Linked DNA regions of Triticum aestivum: region 2 is linked to region 1. Evidence: chromatin contacts called from public Hi-C data. All regions are on one chromosome and are shown on one strand. Each heading gives the region's core, a stretch centred on a gene start, on an enhancer-like site or on the middle of the called end of the contact. The rest is flanking DNA. Distances are from core to core; before and after follow the strand shown.

Region 1 (5,869 bases), core at 2,917-5,416:
TAACAACATGGAACAATTAAAAATTATAGATACGTTGGAGACGTATCAATATTCGGGATGCACCATCGTCCCACGAGGCCATGGCACGGCGTGCCCGCCGCGCAAGGCGCCGGGCACGGGAGGCGGCGGCGGACATCGGCGAGGCGGAGTCACATTCTCCGGCGCCCTGTATGGGGCATCAGTCCAGGTGACGCAACCGCATCGTGGTGGTTGTCGACGGCTCGTCCCCTGATGAATCCATCATCGATCTGACATCCACCGATACCGTTTGGGTTCCCGACTCCGAAGAGAAAGAGTAGGGCATGGGAGACGGCGGTGCCTTGAGTCCTGTGAGCAGGCTCGTGTCCCATGCCCTACTCTACCTTGCCGGTGACCGGACCAACATTCCGAGGAGCGCAACCTATCGCCGGACATGGCTAGGGCGGAGCCGGGCGAGCGGGGAGCGGCACCGGGCGAGCTCCGTTTAGATTAGGTTTCATGTTGCATGTAATAATATGGATTTGAGGTTTTTAATTTGAGGTATCTGGATGTGGAATGCATTTTTTGAGGCATGCCCGGTCACTGTTCACGGACGCGACCAGGCGCGTCCGCGGACGTTTGAGGGGTCGGATTTGCCAAGTCCGGCTGTAGATGCTCTAACACAGTCACCACATATAATCACTTTCCTAGTAGTGATTGCACATCAGGGTATTTTTAATATTAGTGGGTACGAACTACAATGAATAAATAGATCAAACCGATGAATTACTTAAGTTTCAATCATATTAACTTACTAGTACAGTTTCACAATATTAAGTTTCTATCTCCGTGCAACTTAACACAAAACTTTTTTGATAAGTAAAGCTAGTGTCACCTTTTTATTTGTTGTTAGATCCGAGATGAGAATATTTGATACTAGGAAAATTGAATAATTCCAAGTGAGAGTTCTTCGAAAAGAACAAGTGGGTAGAAGAACAAACAGCTAGCAGCATAACCATCAATAGTGTGATTTAGCACGTAGCAAACAGATTCAAGAGGTCTAGCAACAAAACAATCTGAATAATCACATAATAAACAGATTCAAGAGGTCTAGCAACAAGAAACATCAATGTAGATGAAATATACAACAAGAACCAACTTTTTGAGCAAAAGCTCCAGATATACCTCTGCTCTTGTTGTTAATGCCGTTGATGTATTTCAATCGCTGAGAAAAGCAAAGGTTCTCTGCCTTTTCTTCTACACAATTTCTCGTCCAAGACAAGTGTTTTTGGAGGAGAATAGGGTAGTACAAGAATAGACAACAAGCAAGAAGAAAAGCACAATAAATTGTTTTTGCACAACGCTGATATTTCTCTACATTAGTCCCTCTTCATCCATTGTTATGATGTGCTACTTCTTGAGCTTGCGTTGTTTTTCCCTTAAAGAGGAAAGTGTGATGCAGCAAAGTAGAGATAAGTATTTCCCTCAGTTAGAGAACCAAGGTATCAATCCAGTAGGAGACAACGCACAAATCACCAATACCTGCACAAAAAATCAAACACTTGCACCCAACGCGATAAAGGGGTTGTCAATCCCTTCACGATCATTTGCAAAAGTGAGATCTGATAGAGATAGATAAAACTAAACAAAAGATAAAGTAAATATTTTAGGGGTTTTTGGTTTATAGATCGAAAAGTAAAAGTTTGCAAAATAGTAGACCAGAAACTTATATGATGGAAAATAGACCCGGGGGCCATAGGTTTCACTAGAGACTTCTCTCAAGATAGCAAATAATACGGTGGGTGAACAAATTACTGACGAGCAATTGATAGAAATGCGCAAAGTTATGACGATATCTAAGGCAATGATTATGAAATATAGACATCACGTCCGTGTCAAGTAGACCGCCTCCTGCCTGCATCTACTACTATTACTCTACACATCGACCGGCCTTGCTACCCCTACTGTCACTGGGTGAGGACACCGCAAGATTGAACCCAAAGCTAAGCACTTCTCCCATTGCAAGAAAACCAATCTAGTTGGCCAAACTAAACCGATAGTTCGAAGAGAGTTACATAGATATCAAATCATGCATAAAAGAATTCAGAGAAGATTCAAATAATATTTCATAGATAAGCTGGTCATAAATCCATAATTCATCGGATCTCGACAAACACACAGCAAAAGAAGATTACATCGGATAGATCTCCAAGAACATCGAGGAGAACATGGTATTGAGAATCAAAGAGAGAGAAGAAGCCATCTAGCTACTAGCTATGGACTCGTAGGTCTGTGGTAAACTACTCGCGCTTCATCGGAAGGGCAATAGAGTTGATGTAGAAGCCCTCTGTGGTCGAATCCTCCTCCGGCAGGATGCCGGAAAAGGCCCCAAGATGGGATCTCACGAGAACAGAAGGTTGCGACGGTGGAAATGTGTTTTCGTGGATGCCTTTGGTGGTTTGGGAATATATGTGAATATATAGGGCCAGGGGTTAGGTCAGAGGAGTCCCGAGGAGGCGACAAGGCAGGGGGCGCGCCCTCCCCCTTGCCGCTGCCTCGCGGCTCTTCTGACTTGATCTCCAAGTCTCCGGGGTGTCTTCTGGTTCAAGAAAAATCATCGCGAAGATTTTATTCCGTTTGGTATTCATTTTCTGCGAAGCTCAAAAATAAGAAAAAAAACAGAAACTGGCACTAGGCTCTATGTTAATAAGTTAGTCCAAAAAATAATATAAAATAGCATATTAATGCATATAAAACATCTAAAACAGATAATATAATAGCATGAAACAATCAAAAATTATAGATACGTTGAAGACGTAACAAAAAGATACTATATCGCTTCCCATTTACGAGTGCATTACACACGTATAGAAGGCGCTATACGAGAGAAAACAGACAATATACACAATTAATTTGCCCTGCCACAAATCGACGGTCCACAATATATGTCTTGCCGATCCCGCGTGCAACAAACCCCCTCGTGCTGAAGGAGGCCTGCAGAAGACCCGGTGCGAGAAGAAAGTCACTATAGTCAGTTTTCTTGGATGACGTTGAGGCATGATGAGTATTTTGATCTAGCCAACGAAGAATAATGTGGTGTCGACATTGTTATTTTCTTTTCTCTTGACTCACGAAGCCAAAAAAAAAAGTCACATGTGTCGGCAATGCTACGTACGTGGCTTAAAAACAGATATTCAGCTAGGCACGTTGCCAGACTAGCAGTAGCAGTTTGTTTGCGTGGCACACGGGTGAGGGTCATCCACGGCCAGCACTAGATGCTTCTGTTCCATATGCATCGTCGTTATGAATATTAGCAGCATAGCATTGACAAAAATGTCATAGACGCTGCAAAGAGCCAAAGATCATGTGTGGACAATCCATCTCACGGCATCTAAAGTCAATCTGGAATTGGTAAACCGATGCCCAAATCAATTATTATTGTATCGTGGAAGAAACTTTGGATTTATGCATACCACTGCACTACAAGAGAACATTATAAGTAACAAAATTTATAAACAGGTTTGTGGACCACCTACCAACAACTATAATTCATATTTAAAATTGATATTACTTGGACGGAGGAGAGATGTAGATCCAGAAAGTCATACATGGCTTATCTAGTTGCTACTATTACATATGTACTTACCGTTCACCGATGCAGATGGGCACCAATCAATACTCTACTCTTGTTCACCCTAAAGAAAACAATACTCTTCCTCGCAAAAAAAAAAACAATACTCTATTCATGTGAAACAAAACCTTTTTATTTCAAAACAAAACCCTTGTTATTTAAAAACACTAGTCTTATTTTGAAAACGTCTTACTCCACCCCAAGTCCCGTCATGCAGGGAGTGTGAAAGTAAGCAGAAGAGGATGAGATACCGCTGAATTGGCTTCTGGGTCTGTCCGGAGTGTAGACTAATCAGGCACAATACCGGACTTTCATCAATTTCCTTTGTGATTTCGGTCATCTACAACTAAACACAACATCAGGCTTTTCCGGCGAATCCAGCAAACTTGTGTACGTAGTACGGTAAAAGTCGATCCGTATAACTCATTTAGCAGTCAGCAGATGTGCACATTTGTATAATCGGAGAACTACAAGAGTACACGACGGCCGGCCGGGCGGCCAGCCAATGTGCTGGGCCGGTTGGTGAGGTGGTCATGTGAAACAAAACCTTTTTTCCATCCAATTTAAAAAAAAAGGAATCCTCTCACGATTCGCTCCCCTCCTCCCTCCGGTCTTCCTTCTCCCCCCTCCCCTACCGACCTCCAAACCAAGTCCCATTTCCCCATCTCAATCCCCCTCCCATAAATCCCCTAGCCTCGCCTCCCGAATCCCCTCTCGCCTCCGCCGCAGCGGCTGCAGAAGATCGGCCGATACACCGGACCGGGCTCCTCCTCCGTCCCCGTGCCGTTCCACCTTTTCCTGCGCATCTTTTGGAGCAAAGCTCGCGCCGGAAAGCCTTTTTCTCGCTGGAGGAGAAAGGTCGCGGGTTCAATCACAGGTGGAAAGCTCGTCGCTTTTGCTCCCCTGTCCGTCTTCTTTGGCTTCCGGGGGCTTTGGGGAAAGCGGAGGAGAGATCGCTCGCTGCTGGCCTCGGCCGCAAAAGGTTGGGATCTCCTCCCCGCGGAAGAGGAAGAATCTCTTTCAAGTTTTGGGTCGTCAGGTCGAGGAGCTCGATTTGGGGCCGGTGAGATGGCCGCTCCTCCTCCTTCACTCTTCCTCCTCTGCATCCACCAACGCCTCCATTTCTGGCGTCCAATTCCTCCACTTTTTGCAGCGAACTTCATATATCTAGCATATGTTTCCAGCGCTCTGATTGCTCGATTCCATGTTTATTTTCTTTTGTTTAGGCTTAGATGAATTGTAAATTCTTTTTCTCTTCCATTTCACAACATAGAAGTACGGGTTTTCTCTGAAGTTTCTGTAGATCTTGTACCTGCCACAGTAGCAAAGAGATGTTACTATGCAACTGCACTGCAGGTCATAAAGGATAAAAAGGTCAAACTTTGTTCCTCTGAGAAGAGTGGGTCAAAATTGTGGTGCCATGCCTGACGTGTGGCACGATTAGGTTTATACCAGTAAAATGGCGCCTTCTGTTAGCCTTTCGCCATCAGTGGGCTTTGTTTTTTCCATCCACCCATCGCCGTCAGAGAGTTGGCTGTCTGTGTAGCCAATTTCCCATCATCTATCGTGCATTCAGTGCGCGACTAGAACCGCTAGCCCACTGACTCGAGACTATTCAAACAAGAATGGTATTAGTAACGAAGCTGTATTAGTAATCTCTAGTCCGCGATTCGTTAGTCTATACGCGCTGATTGCTTTTCCTAGTGGATGATTATTTTACAGCACCACTAGACGCTAATCTTCCTCCTATTTTGCTTTCCTTGTGTATATGCAGTGCCGGAAAGCTCATTCAGAAGACCTTGACCACTAGGAAATCGGGGAAGTTCTGGTTGTCATCGCAGAGTCTCCGGCAGATATGTCTTTCCGCAGCATAGTCCGCGATGTTAGAGAGAGCTTCGGAAGCTTATCAAGGCGGGGCTTTGACGTGAGGATTTCAGGCCTCCCTGGTCTTTCCGGCCATCATCACCGGGGGAAATCTTTCGGGCCACCGGGTGAGCCGCACGGCGGAGCTGTGGTGGCTGATCAGAATGGCTGGGTTGGCCTTCCTCCTGAATTACTTCGTGATGTGATGAAAAGGCTGGAGGAAGGCGAGAGCACTTGGCCCTCGCGCAAAGATGTCGTAGCTTGTGCGGCGGTCTGCAGCGCGTGGAGAGAGATCTGTAAAGATATAGTTCAGAGCCCGGAGTTCTGTGGGAAACTCACTTTTCCGGTGTCGCTTAAACAGGTAAACATCCAACTGAATTTATCATGAATATTTGCAGCTGTCGTTCATGATGGGTA
Region 2 (6,447 bases), core at 1,620-4,119, 220 kb before region 1:
TCGGTCTCATAGTCTACCGAAGAGAAGAGGGGGAAGAAACAATGAATACAATGCAAACAGATGCATAACGATGCATGACATGACAAAGCGTGAGGCTAGGTGTGCCCAAACGCGGTACTAGGTGATACCGGCGAAGGGGGGAAACATCCAGGAAAGTATTCCTGATGTTTCGCGTTTTCGGACAGATGGACCGGAGGTGAAATGTTGCAGGTTCACTAAGCTAGGGACGTGTGGTGAACGAACGGGCTGCGTATCCGGATTTGTCTCGTCATTCTGAGCAACTTTCATGTAAAAAGTATTTTCAATCCGAGTTATGGTTTATTTTATATTAATTTTCTAAGTTTTATTCATTTCCTGAAATTATTTAATAAATTTTAATCCGAGTTGACCAAGTCAATTTGACCGGTCAAAAGCAGAGGTGGTGGCCCACATGTCACTGCTTTATTAATTTCAAAAAGGATTTATCTAATCTAATTAGGTGGACCCATATGTCATTCACACATAATACTAAGTAAACAATTCATGCAACCTAACTAATCCTAGACTAATCTAATCGGGCCGGCCTCCTGGCCAGAGGCAACAGCTGCAGCCGTAGGAGCTATGCGCGAGCAGCAGCTAGCGATTAGCAACAGCTAGTAAGCAGCATCAGTAGGCAAGCAGCAGCAATTAGCATCAACAGCTAGCAAGCAGTGCAGTAGAGCCAACATCGCAGGAGAGAAGCGACGCATCAACAGGAAAACAGTACATGCCAAGAGCAGCAGCAATACGCACGCGGGGAGGCGTTAGGCGACAGGCAGCAGGGACGGGCGGTGCGGTGGCTCGTAGAGGCGGGCGCCAGCGTGGCGCGAGGCCAAGGCGCGCGGGACGCAGGCGCGGTCGCAGTGATGAGCAGCGGCAGCAACGGGCCTCAGCGACAGAGGGCCACGACAGTGGGCGCGACCGGGGGATCACGGCGCGAACAGAGGGCGCGCGTGTGGAGCACGGGCGCGCGTGCGTGCGGGGCCCAAGGCACAGCCACGGGCGGCTGGGCGCGTACGGCGGCCGCGAGCTCCGGCCATGGCGGTCGAACAGCGGCCTACGGTGGTGGATTCGACGGGGAGGAAGGGGGACGGAGCGAGGAGCTCACCACCGAGCCAGGGAGAGGCCGGAGAGGGTCGGGGAGGCGTCGACGGCGGTAGATCGAGCGACGACAGTGGTGGATGTAGTCGACGGAGACGACGATTGCGACGGCTCAGAGGGGCTCCAGCTGGAATCGGCGCTTGCAGTCGATGAAGAAGAGGACGTCGGTGCTCCTCGACATGGTGCGGCGACGAGGGATGGCCGGTGGCCGCGGGATCGACACGGAGACGGTGATGACAGAGCTCGGGCGACGGCTTCAAGCGAGGAGGGGGCGAGAGTGGGGAGGAAAAGTGAGCTAGGGTTCGGTCCGCGGGGGGGGGGGGCGACCTTATCGGACGAGGGAGCCGGCGGATGCTCGACACGCGGCCATCTGAGCCATGGACGAGCGCTGCTCGTCCAGCACGTCCTCTGTGAACAGGGATAGGAGGAGGTGCAGGGTGGGCCGGGCCTTATACTATAGAATTAAAGCCCAAGTGTACATTAGGTTCTACCTTCTTTATATTTTATTTTTTTACACTGTTTTAAATTAAGTAGAGCCATCAATTGATTTTTGTAAAAAGTGTAACTTGCCTCATAATTCAAATTGCATTGAATGGCACTGCCACAAAAAGTTTTACTCCAGAATAAATTAGTTTAATATTTCTATATTTTCAAAAGCAATTAAATTATTATTTTAGCACTGTTTTTAATTAGTTTAGGGCATTTAAACACTTTGTAAAAGGTTGGTTCCACGACCAAAACTAGTTAGGGATTATTTGCCATATGATGAACATTTTATTTTTAACATTTGAAAACTTTTATTGTTTGCTTGATTTTGAATTTGAATTTGAATCGGTTTCGAACTAACGCGAAATTAGCAACAGTAACAGAGGTGACGTGGCATCATTAGCAGAGGTTCACTGTAGCTTAATTATCCGGGCGTCACAGAATACATAATTAATATATTTTTTAAAATTTATTTTTTGCTAGTCCCTCTGTTCACAAATATAAGATGTCCTAACTCTTTTGTGAACGAGATGTAGATAGACATATTTTAGTGTGTTTGTTTACTCATTTCAGACCATATGTAGTCCATATTAAATTGTCCAAATAATTTTATATTTGTGAACAGAGGGAGTACTTTTTTCATAAGCATTATACATTTTTCATATACATTAGGAACATTTTATGTATACACGTTTAATATTTTCCCATATACGTGATTAACATTTTTTTAAACCTATTCTTTATCTCTATTTTTTCAAACACATTGTACGTTTTTTTATACATCAGATTTTTTGTATACATGTTTAACATTTTCCAAATACTTTATTAACATTTTTGAATACTTATACATTTTATGTCTATTTTTATTCACATTGTACATTCGTATTATAGATTAGAATTGTTTTGCACATATTTAACATTTTCCAAATAGATATTTAACAGGTTTTGAAAAGTTATATTTTTATGCCTATTTTTTCCATACACATTGTACATTTTTTGTATGCATCGGTAAAAAAAATTCTATACACATTTAACATTTTTCAAATGCATGATTAGCATTTTCATAATATTTTATGTAATTTTTTGTAGTCTATGTATTAAGAATATTTGCAAATATAAATAAAATTCTAAAAAGAAAGCAAAAAAATAAAGTAAAGAAAAACGACGCTCTGGCCTGCCAAGCGCTGGGCCGGGCCAGTCTCTTACTCGCGCTACGCGCGAAATAGGGATCGCCGTGTCCGTGTGCAGCCGTTCCGTTCCAGTTCCACCACCCGCGCCTCATCCACAACAAAACGGGCGCGACATGTGCTCGATGTTTTCCCTCTGAGACCACGCGGCCATGGCGCTCGCCTTCCTCCCACCCGCGCCCGCAGTCCACCATCCGCCGCGCCCCCTCAATCCCCCGCCGCTCGCGTGCGCCACCAACACCGGCTTCTCTTTCCTCTTCCCACCGTCCTCCCGCTGGCCCTCCCTGCAGAGGGCCAGCTCCGCGGCAGCCGGCGATGGCGCCGGCTCGTCAGAAGCGCCGGGCGACAGTTCGCTCGACGCAGACCTCCTCAGGAGAGTCTCCGGGGCAGAGGACGCGGACCGAGCGCTGGACATTGTTGCGGAGTCGCTGGGAGGCGGGGCCGGCTCCGGCTCGAAAGCGTCTCTCGACTCGTCCGACTGCAACGCGATAGTAGCGGCAGCGCTTGACCGGGGCAACGTCGATCTCGCGCTCTCCGTCTTCGACGCGATGCGCTCCGGCCTGGCGCGAGGTGAGCTCGCCTTGCTCTTCTGCTATATCATCCATTCACGAGTTGCTTGAGTGCTGCTGAGTCCGGTGTCCAACTCTGAGTTTGCAGTAGGGCGCTGGAGCTGGGCAAGGCCGGACGCGCGGACCTACGCGTTGCTAGTCCAGCGATTGGCGGCGGCTCTGCGCGTTTCTGATGCTATCAGGATAGTCGACTATGTGTCCCGTGCGGGTGTATCTTCTGCAGAGGAGGTGAGGTTTCGTGTTAGGAACTCATGTGCCAGAGCAATGGTCGTGTGCCTATGTCATCTGTAGCATGATGCTTGTGCAAGTATCATTTTGATTTCTGACCCATGAAGTTGTAGTTTTAAAAACCCTTTGTTCAACCTTTTAATGATAGATAGACACCTCGCACAACACGAAATATCTGGCTGCTATCTATCTCAGTGCTTACTTTCTTCTTTTTCCAGCTTTTCAGTTTAATTCTATCTAGACTTAATTTACAACTCCAATCATCTTAATTTGTGACTTTGGATATGAATAAGTGCAATACAAAATGATTCCCAGAAAAATCATCTTGCCATGCCATTTTCGTAGCATTTCCATCAAGATACGAATAATATCTACCAAGAAATTGCAAATAGTAAATTTAACAGATAGCAATAAGGGCATCTCCAACAGCGACCCGCAAATTTCCTCCTGCATCCGTCCGCGGACAGGGAGGAACCAGTCTGCGGACACGGATGCGGGAGGCGGCCATCCAACGTTGCCCACATACATTTCAACAACTTTTTGAACCAAACTGACAAAATTCGTGCAAACACGGCGGATTTTGATATAAACCGGAAGAGATTCATGCAAACAAGGCAGATTTCATATAAACATGACGAAATTCATTACATTTCGGACATACTTCAACTAATAGCGGAGCTCGTCCCACTCTGGAGGTATAATTTCAGAGATACTTCTATTCTAAACCTACTAAATGATCGCCGGCACCCGTTCCCCATGTCCGACCATGAGCCCCGTGAACTGAAGCTTCACCTTCTCCAATTCTGCCTCGGCGCTCTCCAGCTCCGCCTCCGTAACTTCCACCTCCGGAGCCCCGGGAAGTGAAGCTGTCCGTCTCCACGTCGCTGCCAAACGACTAACCGGCCGATGATGCTCAGCCCACCAAGCTTGGCTTCAACGGGAGGGGAGGGGCGGTGGCCTTCTTGGGACCCAAGTGGCGGCGACCTACCATGCATTACTCTTCCTCGCTGCCAACGGCGCCCACAAACGTGCCGGCTTCATGGTCGTGGCGGCAGGGCACGGGTGCTGAGGGTGGCTCCTCATCGTCGGATTTGCCCCACACCGCGCCTCGTCGAACTCCTTGTAGATGGCCTCCAGTTCCGCCTGACGCTGGCGGTACCGCAAGCGGTTGAGGCGGATCTCGCAGGCGGAGCGTACGAGTCGAGCAACGCTTTCTGCTCCGCCACGTTGGCGTCCGGCACGATCGTCCTGCCGGTGCGATCTGCTCCTCCGCCTGCCGGTGCTCCTGGAGGAGCTGGTGGTTGTAGGCGGCGTCGGCTTGTGCCTCCCGGAATCGCTCCTCCCGCACCATGTCCATGTAATGGGCATGGGCCTCGCCGATGGTCTTGGTGCAATGCACCGGCGAGGGTGGCACGGGCGAGGATGGTGGCGCCGGCTCGACCTCGGCCTCGTCCTCCATTGGGACGTCGTCGGTCTCCGGCTGGTTGGCGGCCATCTCCTTCTTCTGGTCAGACGAGAGGCTGTCCCAGAGGGCTTTGGAGCGCGAGGAGGACATGGTGGGCGTGGTGCGGAAAGGAGAAAGGGACCAGAGGAGGATGAATGCGGCTATGGCAGGGGCTGCAGTTTATATAGCGGGCGAGGCGGCAATGGTGGGCGGCAGAGGGATTGACGGTTGGCGTCGGAGGAGTCGCCTCGGCAACCGCGTGTCATTAATGTGGGCGGCAGACGAACGGGCGAACGGCCATCTTGTCGTTTGAACGCGGAGCAGTTGCTTGCACCGGGAAGCGGCGAGGGCAGCACTCTCTCAGCCGGCACGCCGCTTCAATGCCAGCGCCAATGAGAGGTCGCGTCCGCTCTGGGCGGGCATGAATGCGGCACTGACGCTCTGGAGCGGCGCTGACCGTTTCGGGCAGGAAGCGTGCGCGGGCGAGGGAGGGGGTTTGGGTGGGCCATGGTGGTCAGACGCGGGCGTGGCAGCGGTCCGGACGCCCACAAAGCCGCCCCACGTTTGTCTCCGGTTTGCGGGAGAAAGTGCGTTCGGACCGCCCTCCGGACCAGTACAGACCCGCGTTGGATGGCTTCCACGGTCCAGACAGCGCGGTCCGGACGTATGCGGGCGATTTGAAAGTCGGTGTTGGAGATGCCCTAAATGTACTTCAGAAGTGTTTATTTGACAAAGGATTCATTGGGAAACCATTTATGTATGGCACTACTTTCTTTTTTCCCACCTTGGACCGAACGGCAACAAAGAAGGAATTAAGCTAGTTAGCATATTATAAAACACATGGGATCAAGTTTGACATTTGCAAGGTCAAGTACTCGTAGGTGCGGCCATCTGGCGATTTGCAGAAGGCACACCTTTGTTTGGAGGGCATAGCAAGTGAAATCAGCTCATGAACATTCTAAATATCCCAATTTATCCAGGACCACCTTCTTCTCCTATGGTTATCTTTGTTTGGGAGCCAACGTATCAAACTTTGCATGTTGCATGACTTAATATGTCTCGAATATATCTCCTTCGAATATTAACAGAGTAGAAAAAATATTACTATATTGAATTGTATTTACAATCTTTTCTATGCAGTCTAATTTTGAGCAGTTTGGCAGTATTAACATTACAAGATTGCCCATTGCCACAACAATGCCAGTAGTTCTGAATATCTTAGAAATTTGATAGTTTTGGTGAAAATTGAATATCCAATATTGACATATGGGTGCCTTAGTGAATGGAATATATCTTGTGCACATTAAAACTAGTAGCTACTGCAGGTCCCGTTTGGCATAACTGTTCGCTGTCCAACCTGCATGGTGGCAATTGCTGTCGCGCAGCCTCAGCATGGAACTCAGGTTCGATGTTG

The links. A called contact is a pair of places that touch in the nucleus more often than the background predicts.
Region 2: a contact with region 1 is called in a Hi-C map of leaf, with 7 times the contacts expected there. The contact joins the promoter of LOC123169382 here to the promoter of LOC123167865 in region 1. A contact is called at or near these places in 5 of 5 Hi-C or Micro-C datasets (leaf, root and an unstated tissue) and 1 of 1 datasets of contacts at active chromatin or transcription factors (leaf).

The regions. Positions count from the first base shown.
Region 1 is chr7D:414,944,290-414,950,158 of IWGSC CS RefSeq v2.1, reverse strand. It overlaps LOC123167865 (tubby-like F-box protein 12), which reads left to right and starts at 4,166. Exons shown (of 5, transcript XM_044585725.1): 1 at 4,166-4,652; 2 at 5,364-5,813. The coding sequence starts at 5,445.
Region 2 is chr7D:415,163,997-415,170,443 of IWGSC CS RefSeq v2.1, reverse strand. It overlaps LOC123169382, which reads left to right and starts at 2,869. Exons shown (of 12, transcript XM_044587220.1): 1 at 2,869-3,362; 2 at 3,450-3,589. The coding sequence starts at 2,945.